Regions from separate parts of the Sus scrofa genome. Here region 2 is linked to region 1. A link is a contact called in public targeted proximity ligation data. All regions are on one chromosome and are shown on one strand. The core of a region is the stretch at or near the end of the contact, and the rest is flanking DNA. Distances in the headings are between cores, read along the strand shown. Region 1 overlaps SMURF1 (E3 ubiquitin-protein ligase SMURF1). Region 2 overlaps ARPC1A (actin related protein 2/3 complex subunit 1A).

Region 1 (6,459 bases), core at 2,901-5,400:
AATGGTGGGTTATACAAGACCTATGATAGGCTTGGCAAACTTTGGGTTGTTTGATTTTCTTCAGTGATTTAGAGAGAAATCTGAGATACATTTTTGGAAATCATTAATATTTGTTGGAAAAAACCCTGTTTGGAAGCTAAAGGCAGGTTAAATGATAGTGCCCATAACCTTTTAGAGTAGCAGGAGTGGTTGGCAGAAAGCCTGCCTAGGAAAGTGCCTTTGATGCACCCTACACATTCAGTTTAGAAAGCATCATATTGATATCTGAAAGAAATGCATGGTAGTTGATTTTCCACTAAAATATAAACGTAGCCAGTATATTGTAGCACTTGAGAGATACTCACAGGCTATTTAAGTACCAACTCGGTGTCGTGAAAAGTAGCTATGTAATATGCTTAGCATAAATTTAGAAGTCAAACCTGCAAGGATATCCTATAAACTTGATAGAATGCGATTTCTCTCGGAAGTTCTCTGGTATTTAGACTGTTGTGAATGGGGTAGGATAAGCCTTTTTTTTTTAAGCCCATTTTCGATATTAAAATGGAAGTGAATTATGGAAGTCTTTTTGGAGACTTGACCTAACTGTTGACTTGTTGCATTATTGATGGCTCACTCCATCAGCTGAGTGTCAGACTGATGCTACTTTTGTTTAAGTCAGCTGCATGAGTGGAGCAGATGTGCTGTGGGTTACCTTGTCACCAAAACCAGAGGCGGTCCCCTGGCGCATGTGGCGCATGAAGTGTTTAAGCGTTATTTGTGGGTGCTGATTACGATTTTGGAGAAGTCGGTGTCTCAGTGTAGTCCACATTTTAATGCCTTCTGAAACAGCAGGGTTGTTCTCGCTCCATGGGAACTCAGGAGACTTTGTTTGCTGTATTTTGCCTAGGATTCAGCTTGACAGTACAAAAAAGACACTTTTATCTTAGGAAAGGAGGTTTACTTTAGAAAATGGTACCCAAATTGAAATGAGGAAAATTATTTGCAGAAGCAGACATTTGATGGACCGCAGTACTTGTCTCATCCCTGCATAGTAGTGACGCTTATATTTAGAACAGAGAGACGTCAGTCCAAGATCTCAGCAAGGCTCTGCAAAGGATGTGATTATGTCAGTGTTACTCCAGGTGTTTAGTTTCAGGCAGTGCAAGTCAAGGATTTGGTGTTTCTTATATTAGAATAGATTGGACTTGATTCATAAAAAAAAAAAAAAAAAAAAAAACCCCAAAAACACCCAAACAACCCGTTGATGTGACGTGTATAAATCACGGCCTAAAAGTTATTTTAGTCCAAGTTTTAAAATAGATAATGCCCGCATGTGGTATAAAAGGGTATCCATTCAAGATGCCTTTCACCCTCCCTGCCCCCACCCAGTCACCCCCCCAGAGGTGACTGTTAAGACACGGGATCACGTTCCTCGCCCTCGCTTTCTTGTTAACACAGGGGTGGCGTACGGTGTGCACGGTCGTGCACTGCCCTTCTTTCGCATCGTCAGGGATGTGCTGCCTTTGGATCTCCAGAGCCGCCTCTGGCAGAAACAGCCCTGCTCGGTGACCGTCCTTGTGCCCTTCCTCCTAGCCCAGCTGCCTAGCAGTTAGGTGGGACCGGGCGATGGGCTCTGGCTTGAGCACTGTGAGAAGCAATGATTCGTCCCGTCCCACCCTGGGACTGAAGCTGTAAGAACCGCCAGCTTGGCGAGGGAGCACCCTGAACTCTTTGTCATACGGCGAACCCCGCCATGCCCCGGTTCACCCAGTCTCTGTTGTTGCCGTCAGATTCCCCGCTTAGCCATGGAGACAGCTTTCCAGCTGGAGGAGTTGGAGGTACCTTAGAAGCAAGGGCAGTGTTGTAACCACTGAATGACGTGGGGTGTCCTGATCAAATGCGGTGGACATTCAGGGGATGCTGAGTCAGTCCTTCCCCCCAGGATACTCACTTGGGTGTCTTGCTGGTTTATTGCATCATGCTTACTTCAAGCTGTCTTACAAGTTCGAGTTGGAGCCTGTGTAAGGGACTCTTCCTAGGCTGTGGCTGCTCCAGTCTTGACGGTAGGTCAGTGGTTGTGTAGGGGTTTTTAAAATGTTTGCTGATGTGTTTGTTTTTTGGACACTAGGCCTCCTTCCATGGACAGTCAGGTGCCCTGTAAAATCTTTTTTTGCAGGCAGAGGAGGCGGAAGGTAAAGCATCCAGGAGGGACCGCTCCCCGTGGACGGTCCTGTCTGGGTTCCCTCCCCGTAGCTCTGCCCGGATCACTTCTGTGGGGGCTGTGCAACTTTCACGCTCAACGTTTGGAATCTCCCCAAAGATATTCTAGAATGAGAGTCTGCCAAGTGCTGGCTTTAAAGCTTGTGTGTTAGGACGTCATTGTTCAGAGAGCCTCTTCTGTCCTTTGGCCATTTTTTATAGAAACTAGGTCAGGTGAGCAGACTGCGTGCCGCAGGGCTAAGGAGAGCCCTGTGCGCAGGGTACGGGTTTCAGAGCCCAGCTGACCTGGGTTTCAGTTCCAGCTTTGCTGCTCAGGAGCTTCGGCACGAATAACCAAGATATCTGTCCATTCCGGATGTTTTTATTCCTTGCCAGGCCTTGTGCTAAGCAGTTTTCATGTGTTCTGTTTCCTCTTCTCAGAACGCTTAGCAGGTAGGTGCTCTTCCTGACCCATTTTGGAGGCAGTGGAGTCAGCCGACCCAGTTCTGCCACATACCAGTGGCCTTGGGCAAGTCGTGCCTTTCATCTGTAAACCTCAGACAGGACCCACGTCCTGAAGTGGCTGCAGGGAAGAAGTGGAGCAGCCAGGAGCCCAGCCTCTGGTCGGGCTCCCTTGCCTAAGCCTTCACCGAGGGTCCTGCAGGTGGACTCAGGTGTGGTTGCTTTGTGGCTTTGCAACTTACGTTATATGTCGATAGTGTATCTGAATCCAGTTCTTTGCCTTTTTGTCTCCAAGTTAAAGTCTTTGTTAAACATCATTCTGCAAGGAGTTCTCACATTCAGTCAGCCTTCCCAGGAAGCAGTCACGTCAAGGGTTGTTATGTTGGAGGGGAAGTGGTGCCAGCGTTATTGTGGCACAGATACCTAACGGTATAAAAAGGAAAGGGGGGATTCATTCTCCCCGAATTTCCACCACCTCTTACCAACCTACGGCTTATTTTTGATTAGCTGTTTTCTATGAGGCCTACACCCCTATTGATTATTTCCTAAACAGCAGAATAAATGGTGCCTAATTATTATTTATCACACATATATTACTGAAATTACTCTGTTACTATGATTCCATTAAAAAAAGTAAAATTTTGGTGACTTCCAAAAGCTCACAATGGAAGGTTTGGGGTTAGGCTCACTCCCGGTTGTTTTTCTATTCGGTTTGGTCCTGGGGTCTCCCCGCCACCCTCTCTCTGTGGAGGAACTTGACATTCCACTCAGTGTCATGAAGCCAGTTGTCACTTTGAGGTGGAGCGTTCTATGGTCGCACGTCGTCTGTCTTTGATGTGTGAACCAAGGTGAGAAGAGAGTTTGCTAGTACAGATCATTGTTGGGCCTTAGAGACCCAAACACAGCACGAGAGGTGGCTGAAAGCAAACACGAGAGAAACGAAGTGGAATTATGGTTGTGTAAAAAGGATGTGTGGTCCTTGCCAGTGTGACGGAGTCCGCCTTTTATTTAGGAGTGCAGGGACCAGGACTTGAGCATTTCAGAAATACGAAAACCGGGTCATGCTAGTATTGTCATCGTGTCCTGTCACGCCGCCGCTGCTTAGGGGACACCATAAAGGAAACATGCCCATTGGCACAGATGGTGGGGACTCCGTTCCCTCCCTGTCCCCCGATTCTGCTGGGAGCTCTCTTGGACCCTTTTTCCTGAAGTCTGAGGAGCTCTCCTTGGGTGTGGCGCCTCCTTCCACCATTTGTACATTTGTACAGTTTCCAGCCTGATTGTATCTCAGCCGTGTGCCAGGAGGTCTCGGTGAAAATGTGAAACCCGCACACCGCCTGTCGAGTGGAGCTTGAGGAGAGACCTCCTGGGAAAGGACACACTGAGCCTTCTAAGTGGGCTGCGATCCCAAGCATTTCCTGGGTTGAGTGTTTATCAAGGCTGAGCTTTACTTCCAAACCAAGCCTGAGAAGAATCTGGGAATGTTTCCCAGCTGATTGGGGGTGGGGAGCAGAGGAGGATGCGAGTCTGGAGGCACAGAGGAAGTCTCACTCCCCGTCCGTCTCTTACCCAGTTATCTGCTGAAATCTGTCTGGAGATGGGGCTTGCAAAATAGAACCAGTTTTGGCGTATGAAGTAGGATGAGGCGGTTACATGTTAATTTTAAAATTAAATATAATATTTTAATTTTATTTTGGGAATGGAACATTGGGTAAGATTCACTTTAACATGGCTCAGCCTTGCTCTTCAAGGTTAAAAAAAAAAAAAAGGCATGGAAAAGAGCCTTAGCTCCCTGCTACTGGTCGTTCATCTCAAGTCACACCAGTTGTGGGGTTTTTTTGTTTTTTTTTTTCCCTTCCCTGTGACTCTTATCATCTTAGAGTTCAAGGTCTAAGTTGACACATGTGGGAAGAGTAAGGTGTTGGGGACATGGTACTGGTAAGTAAGTAGGGGGCTTTTCCTTCCTGTCTGACTCAGGGTTGGAGAACTCTTTTTTTAGACAGTATGTTGATTTCAGTACCTCGATGCCAGCAGATATGGTTCCAGGCATCCTAGTCCCTGGGGCAGTTCCTTGCTGTCTTACCCGTGAAGAAGACCTGTCTCCCTTATTGCACTGTTTCTTTGCCTCGACGTTTTTGTAGCCGCTGCCCCTTTGTGGGGAATTGCGATGGTGGTGGTATTCTAGAAAATGTCTTTGGGCTGAACGGTGCCAGCTTCACTTCTCTCCGTGAGGGCGCATTTATATGTCGGGAAGTTGTGCCCGCCCCCACCGCACTATGCTGCTGGGCGTGTGGGTTCCCGAGCTGAAGAGGCTGGCATTGATGGTGAAAGACTTCAATCTAAATTTAGGTGCTTTTCAGAGGTTTCATAGAAGACTTCCTTAAATGAAGTCACCGATTACAAAAGCCCCTGCTGCATGGGGCTTCCAGGTTTGTTATTTTTTTCTGCCCTGGAAATAAAGAAGCAGGGCAGGAAGGACCGGCTTGCCCGCCCGCCCAGCTGCCCCCAGAGGCTCTGCCGTTGTAGCCAGAATCACTAGTGGCCTCTGTGATGACCTTACAGGTCGGGAGAGATGGCTTTGGTGGCAATCTGACAGAAGTGGGAAACAGCCATGAGTCCAAGGGAGTGTGGGGCCAGCAAGCTGTCCTAGGTGGTAGGTGGTGAAGGATGCGCTCGCACTTTTTGTCTGACACCGATAAATGTACCTGGAGACTCATGAGCCGTGAACTAAAGCAGTAGGTTGAATTTGGGGGCTAGTGATACAGTCGGACAATCTTCAGAGTCAAGAGAAAATTGAAAATAGGCCTCTGGACTATAACTGTAACCATGAGTGTTTCATACAATCTCTGTCTTTCTTCGGAAAAGGGGTTTCAAGGCTTTTTTTTTTTTTTTGCCGAACCCACCGCATACGGAAGTTCCCAGGTCAAGGATGGAACGCGCACCACAGCAGTGACAGTGCCGGCTCCTTTACCTGCCGTGCCACCAGCGCACTCCCAAGGCTCTTGTCGACACGGAGAACTCCTTTACCTGCCCCAAGGTCCCAGTCTGGAGAGATCTTTAGTGGGAGGAAGGAACCCAGGGCTAGCCCCCAGGGAGTCAGGGTTTTGAGGATGGCTCGCAGGAGTGGCCTGTGGTCACACACTCAGACAGCCTTTCATTTTCTCCTGCAAGCATCACGCAGTTTCTGCAATCTTCTGTTTGGGGAATGACACTCTTTGGGAAAACTATTCCAATATCGGTTAGATAACCCCATGTAGAATCTCATTCCCAGTGTTTTTCCCCCTAGCGTGGATCAGCGACCTTCCCATGAGCATATTTTCATGATGAAACCACCCCTTTATGTAAATATTTATTTGTTTTGAAAGTTAATTTGGGGTTCTTTTGGGGGGAGGTAATGTGTACACGATGCACTTTTAAATTGTATAAGATCGGCAGTTCCCGTCATGGCTCAGTGGTTCATGAACCCAACCGGCATCCGTGAGTTTATTAAGTATGCAATAGCATTAGCTCTACATAAGCACTGTACATGCCTTAATTTAAACATACTTAGTTGCTAAAAAATTTGGAGTTCCTGCCGTGGCTCAGTGGTAATGAACCTGACTAGTGTCCATGAGGATGCAAGTTCGATCCCTAGCCTCACTCAGTGGGTTAAGGATCTGGTGTTGCCATGAGCTGTGGTGTAAGTTGCAGACGTGGCTTGGATCCTGCGTTGCTGCGACTGTGGTATAGGCCGGCAGCTGAGCTCCTATTTGACCCCTAGCCTATAGGAACTTAACATATGCCATGGGTGCAGCCCTAAAAAGCAAAAAAAAAAAAAAA
Region 2 (6,459 bases), core at 2,562-5,061, 190 kb before region 1:
GGGGCCCTCGGCCCTCTCCGCCCGCGCCCGCCCCACTGAGCGCCGCGCTCACCACCAACCGCTCTACAGCGCGGTTCCAGGAGCCCTGGTTCTCGGCTGCCTCTGCTCCTGCCCTCTTACCCACCGGTTACCTCCGCTCCTGCAGTTTATCCAAGTCCACCTGTCTCCGCAATGCGGCTTGAGCTTCCCTCATCCCCATAAGCTTCCCCGGACCACTTCGGCCTCTTCTCCTCTCTCTGACCTCCCAGAGGTGACTGTCAAGGTCACTCACAACGGAGCGCCTTCCTCTGCTCCCTCCCCACACCTACGCTCACAGGGGCTCCCAAACATTGGCGCTGGGACCACAAACATTTATGAGAGTCTAGTCTCTGCACCCCGCCAGCCACTGGGGCAGGAGCTACGGTCATGGATAAACGAGATACAGTTTTGGCCAGCCAGGAGCTCCCGTGCGAACGGGCCATGTCCTGTGTTTATACATGTATACTCTGTCTTTTTTTTTTTTTTTGCCATTTCTTGGGCCGCTCCTGCGGCATATGGAGGTTCCCAGGCTAAGGGTCGAATCGGAGCTGTGGCCGCCTGCCTACACCACAGCCACAATGACTTGAGCTCCAAGCCACGTCTGCAACCTACACCACAGCTCACAGCAACGCCAGATCCTTAACCCACTGAGCAAGGGCAGGGACCGAACCCTCAACCTCATGGTTCCTAGTCGGATTCATTAACCACTGCGCCATGATGGGAACTCCTACATATATACTTTGAAGTCACCTGCTCTAGCACCTGGCCAAGAGATGACACAGACAAGGCAGCAAACATGCTGGTTGATGAATTAGAATCATACAACTCCATGTAAAAGATGATGCTTTTTTTTTTTTCTTTTTCGGCTGCCCTGCGGCATATGGACTTCCCGCACCAGGGATCACAAACTAAGCTGTGGCTGTGGCAATGCTGGATCCTTAACCCACCGTGCTAGCCTGGGATCAAACCTGCGTCCTACTGCTCCCAAGACACCTCCGATCCCGCTGTGCCACAGCAGGCGCTCCAAAGATGATACATTTTGAAAAGTATGTCTCAGGGAACCTCCCTGCCTCCTCTGTCCCCAGCAGTACAACTGGGGTAAGGTTAAAGTGCTACCACCTCATCTAAAGGCTCTACTATGGCAAATCTGACTCTTACTGCATAAAATGCTTATGTCTGAGACAGAGAAGAGTGGAGGATGTACTCCGACCTGCAGGACCGGAAAAGCCAAATACTAGATCAACCTGAGTACAGACAGGGCCTTGTAATAAGCACATGCTAAGACCTCATTATGCTTTACAGTAAACTGCACGCAAATCAAACAGCCACGATATCAAAACGTTACTGAATGACAACAAGCAGGTTACTGTACATAATGTAGAGCACAAATCCCATTTGAGTTAAAAATGAAAGATTTATGTGTGTCTATATGTGTACAGAAATCTTTGGAAGACTACATCATTTATAATAGGGAGTGTTTAAAAAATTTAAAAGGAGTTTCCTGGTGGCCTAGTGGTTAAGGATTTAGCATTGTCACTACTGTGGCTTGGGTTCGATTCCTGACCCAGGAACTTCCACATGCCACAGGAGCAGCCAAATAAAAAAACAAAGAAAGAAATAAAACCTGGGAGTTCCTGTTGTGGTGCAATGGAAACGAATCCAATTAGGAACCATGAGGCTGTGGGTTCGATTCCTGGCCTTGCTCAGCGGGTTAAGGATCTGGCGTTGCCGTAAGCTGTGGTGTAGGCCGGCAGCTGTAGCTCCGACTGGACCCCTAGCCTGGGAATCTCCATATGTCAGGGGTGTGCCTCCCCTGGAAAAAAAACCCAACAAAACCTAGTTCAATCCAGTTAGGAAAAATAGATTCTTTCTGAAATGTCACTCTGTTGTCACTGTGTGGCAGAAAGAGTCAGATGTGACTGGTTCCCTACACGCTGTGTGATAAGTCGGGAAACCTTTACAGGTGGGTTATCTTTTTTTTTTTTTTTTCTGTCTTTTTGTCTTTTTGCTATTTCTTGGGCCGCTCCCGCGGCATATGGAGGTTCCCAGGCTATGGGTTGAATCGGAGCTGTAGCCACCGGCCTACACCAGAGCCACAGCAGCGCGGGATCCGAGCCGCGTCTGCAACCTACACCACAGCTCATAGCAACACTGGATCCTTAACCCACTGAGCAAGGGCAGGGACCGAACCCGCAACCTCATGGTTCCCGGTTGGATTCGTTAACCATTGCGCCACGACGGGAACTCCTACAGGTGGGTTACTTTCAGCTGCCAGTGGAAAGGATTCACCGGCAAAGAACCAAGATTCACAAACGGAAAGGATCCCAGTCGTCCCCTCTCCCCCTAGCCCAGCCCAGGGTAAGCGAACGCAATCCTGAAGTCTGACAGGACGCCACGGTCTCCTCAGGGCTGGGCAGGTGCCTCCCTCACAATGAGTCACTGTGACTGGAGTTCCTCCAGCGCACACACCAGAGGGACCGGCTCCTAGGGTGTCAGGTGTCACTGAATAATGCTCCAGATGAATGGAGTCACTGTGCGCAGAGTCAGAACCCATCTCCTATCTGACCTAAGGCTGGTGGATGACATTTACGTGTTGTCGGCATTCACAGGGAGACGAAACTGGCATCTGAAGGAACTCTGGTCAGGAGCCAGCCAGAAGGAATTCCTCTCAGTACTTCCCTTAAGAAGTGTTTCTGGAGTTCCTGGGGGCCCAGCCGGTTAAGAATCCGGCGTTGTCACTGCTGTGGCTAGGGTTCGATCCCTGGTCCGGAACGTCCACATGCTGTGGGCGTGGCCAAAACCACACACAAAAGTGTTTCTGCCAGTGAGACCGAAGTCTTTAAAACTTCCCCAAAGAGACGATCAAAATATGCGTCCGTAACTTTCGAGGCTGCCGTGCAGCTCTGGTTTGGGGTTTTACACTTGTGCCCTGTGCTTTTACTCGGGGAAGGGCAACCCCAGGCCCACTGGTGGAGACCCCAACCCACCACCCAACTCCACACAAAGGCAAAGACTCACTGCACACTCTTTGAGGCATCGGCAACAGACACGGTGCTGTCGTGGCTGACCCAGGCCAGGCGGCTCCCGCTGGCAGAGAAGCTGACCCCGTGCACCCAGCCACCAGTGCCACTGCCACCAAACTCTGACATCAGCTGACCAAAAGGCATCTTGCTGCCCCAGGGTGTACTGGCTGGCTTTTCATCCACTTCTTTAATGTAGGCAGAAAACACTCTATGATTTAAGGGTGGGGAGAAAAGGAAAAAGCAAATGAAAATTTATTTTCTATAGAAATAGGCCAGGGAGTTCCCTGGTGGTCTAATGATTGGGATTCAGTGCTTTCACCCCTGTGATTTGGGTTGGGTCCCTGGTCTGGGAACTGATCCCATGTCAAACTACTGTACGCTGTGGCCAGAAAAAAAAAAAAAAAGGAACGAGGCCATAGGAAGCTACTGCAAGGTATCCCCCAAATGCAAAGACTCATAAGCAAAACCTGATGACAAGTTTGGATGCACAAACCCCTTAAGACACAGAAGGGTTCTAAGGGCTGCCTGTGAGTTTGGCAAATTACACACTCCATCCATAGATATTCACAAGTGCCTGTGATGAGCAGGCCCTGCTCTAGAAGCCACGAACACAAAAGCCTTCCCTCCTACAGTGCATTCTGCAGGCAGGGGACAGGGGACGGTATGCCTTGCTGTCCTGCCCGTCCCCCGCCCACGGCAGACTCTGCTGAATGAGCACAGCGTACTTTCCCATCTATTTCACCATCATTCTCAACACAGTAGGCCAGGAAGCCCATGAGTCAAATGGTAGGAGGGGAGTGGTGCAGTGGGTTAAGGAGCTGATGTTGCCACAGCTGTGGCTCAGACTCAATCCCTGGCTCTGGAATTTCTGTACGCTGTGGGTGCTGTCGAAAAAAAAAAAAAGGTGGGAGAGGAACCATTTGCCACCCTGCAATAACCGATGCTATTAACTCATTTCAAGAAAGAAAGGGATAAGAGTTCCCCTGTGGCTCAGCGGTAAAGAACTTGACTAGTATCCATGAGGATGCGGGTTCGATCCCTGGCCTCATTCAGTGGGTTAAAAATCTGGTGTTGCTGTGAGCTGTGGTGTAGGCCAGCAGCTGCAGCTCAGATTCGACCCCTGGGAACTAGCCTGGGAACTTCCATACGCTGTGGGTGTCGCCCTAAAAATCAAAAAAAGAAAGAAAGAGAGAGGAAGGGAAGAGGGAAGGAAGAGCCAAAGAAGAAGCCAAGGGAGGCCAGTGCAAAGAGTGAGCAGGCGCTCCCTAGTGTCACCCCGGCCCACTGTCCAGCCTTGGTGGCAGGTCTAGCCTGGAATGAAGGTGGGTCCTTTACAGCCTGGGGTCATAGGGCTCCTTCTCTAATTCCATAAAGCTGTGTGTGCAGATACTGACCCAGAGCTGGGAAGCAGAAGGGATACAGAACAGCTGGAAATGGGTCCTTTCAGTCCCTTTGGCCCTCCAAGGCTATTTCTTTACACAGTGTCTCTTCAAAAACTTGTGAACCTTCAAGACTCTGCAAACAATCTGGAATATTTTCCCCTTACAATGACAATGGTGGCAGCAGCTCTTGAAGAGCAGGGCAGTGGTGGGGTGAAGGACACTGTGAGTCACGTGTAAGTTAGACGATGCGACCCCAGAATCACTGCGTTTCAAATGCGCATCACGATGGCCACTGCTTACTCATCAGAAGCTGGGACAGAGCGGGTGGTTCTCAGGTGCCAACCGGCGAGTTCAAACAGAAGAGACCCTAACCCACAGGACCCCGTCAAAGCCAAGTTTATTCTGGAATTCTATGCTATTCGTACAAGAAATTTTTAGACACAGCCTGCCAATCCAGGTGACGTGGTGAAGTACCACTTAGTTCCATCTTCTCGGGGAGCTAGACCGACTCTGGGTAACACATCACAAGCAACGAAACTCGCGCTTATGAAACCATCTTTACTGTTACCCTGGTCTTCAAATAGAAGAACCAGCCTTTTTCCAAAAATTACTTTGACATTACTGTACCCCCATCTCACAACCAAAATCCCATAAATATCCCTTAAAAAAAAAAGCCAAACCAAACACCCCCTTGGGTATTAGAATATAAATCACCAGCCAGGGTGTCTGGAACTTCTGCACAGAGCTTCCTGAAGAAAGATGTTCCCATTTTCCAGCCCACCTCAGGGGCAACATAAAGCAACATCCACCTGCTTCTTCTCCCCCGAAGTGGAAAAGAAGCCTTTGTGATAGAGAACGGCTTTAGAAAGCAGTTACACTGTATGACCCTTACAGCTCTTGGTAAAGGGCTGTGCGAGGAAGAGCAGAGCACTGCTCAGCTCTGCTGTGCTCATCTTCGTTCCCCTCTGGAGTCTGCGGCCTGGGTCATGAAATGAGAAAGAACTCTGGTTGGGGGTGGGGGGTGGGGGGGCGCGGACACCACACCGCATCCAGACCCTGGCTGTCCTGCCGGAGCAGACGCCCTGGCTCCGTCCTGGCAGCCCCTGCTAGTCCTTTTTCTGCACTTGCTTTAGTTCTTTTCTAGATCACAGGCTCCTTCCACCTGAGTCCTAGCACAGGGCCTTACAAAGAAAAGGAACCTCCAAGACCCCTGGGGAAAGATGGACAGGGGACAGCTCCCGGCCGTCTCCCGGCCCTCCCTTGTCCTCACCTGCATTTGAAGTCACAGGATCCTGCCGCCAGCAAGACATTGTTGGGATGCCAGTCCAAGCTGAGGACCGTGGAGCGAATCGGCTTTTTAATGTGCTTGCTCACCCACCTATGAAAGGAGAAAAGCCACTAGTTCATCCACTTATCAATGACCCACAGAAGTGTGTCAGGCGAAAACATTTACTCGAGCTCTCTGGCTGCCGGCCCTCTGCCAGAGAGGGTGCCTTTCTAAAGGAGGGAGGAAGCGGGACGGCCAGAGGCCCCTTTGCTCTCCTGTCCTTCAGGCTTGGACATTCGCATCAGAGCAGCTGGTTCTGAACATTTTGGCTGCCAGGGGATCCTCAAGAGTAAGTATATTTATGGATTAACTCTGGTACCGTCCCCCCTAGAGTTTCTGATTAGGTGTGATTCTAACCTTTGAAGTACAAATTGAGGTTTGAAATTGCTTGTATTCTCATTACAAATATTCAATGACAAATCATGTTACTTCATTTTGGGTTAAGTTTGAGTTATAAAATAGTTTAATTTCCCAAGTCCCCCGTGCAGCTGAAAATTCTTTCTTTTCTTTTTTTTTTTTCTTTTTGCTTTTTAGTGCCCCACCCACGGCATATGGAAGTTCCCAGGTTAGGGGTCAAACAGGAGCTACAGCTGCTGGCCACAGCCACAGCCACAGCCACTTGGGATCTGAGCCACAACTATGACCTACACCACAGCTCATGGCAACAATGGATCCTTAACCCACTGAGCAAGGCCGGGGATCGAATCCT

What was found.
Region 2: a contact with region 1 is called in a targeted proximity ligation map of alveolar macrophages. A contact is called at or near these places in 1 of 47 Hi-C or Micro-C datasets (embryonic fibroblasts) and 1 of 2 datasets of targeted methods (alveolar macrophages).

What each region holds. Positions count from the first base shown.
Region 1 is chr3:6,119,957-6,126,415 of Sscrofa11.1, reverse strand. All of the region lies in intron 1 of SMURF1 (E3 ubiquitin-protein ligase SMURF1), which reads left to right. Among named protein-coding and RNA genes, the nearest start is that of SMURF1, 19 kb to the left of the region's middle.
Region 2 is chr3:6,311,188-6,317,646 of Sscrofa11.1, reverse strand. It overlaps ARPC1A (actin related protein 2/3 complex subunit 1A), which reads right to left. Exons shown (of 9, transcript NM_001134355.1): 4 at 5,694-5,801; 5 at 3,037-3,249. Among named protein-coding and RNA genes, the nearest start is that of ARPC1A, 13 kb to the right of the region's middle.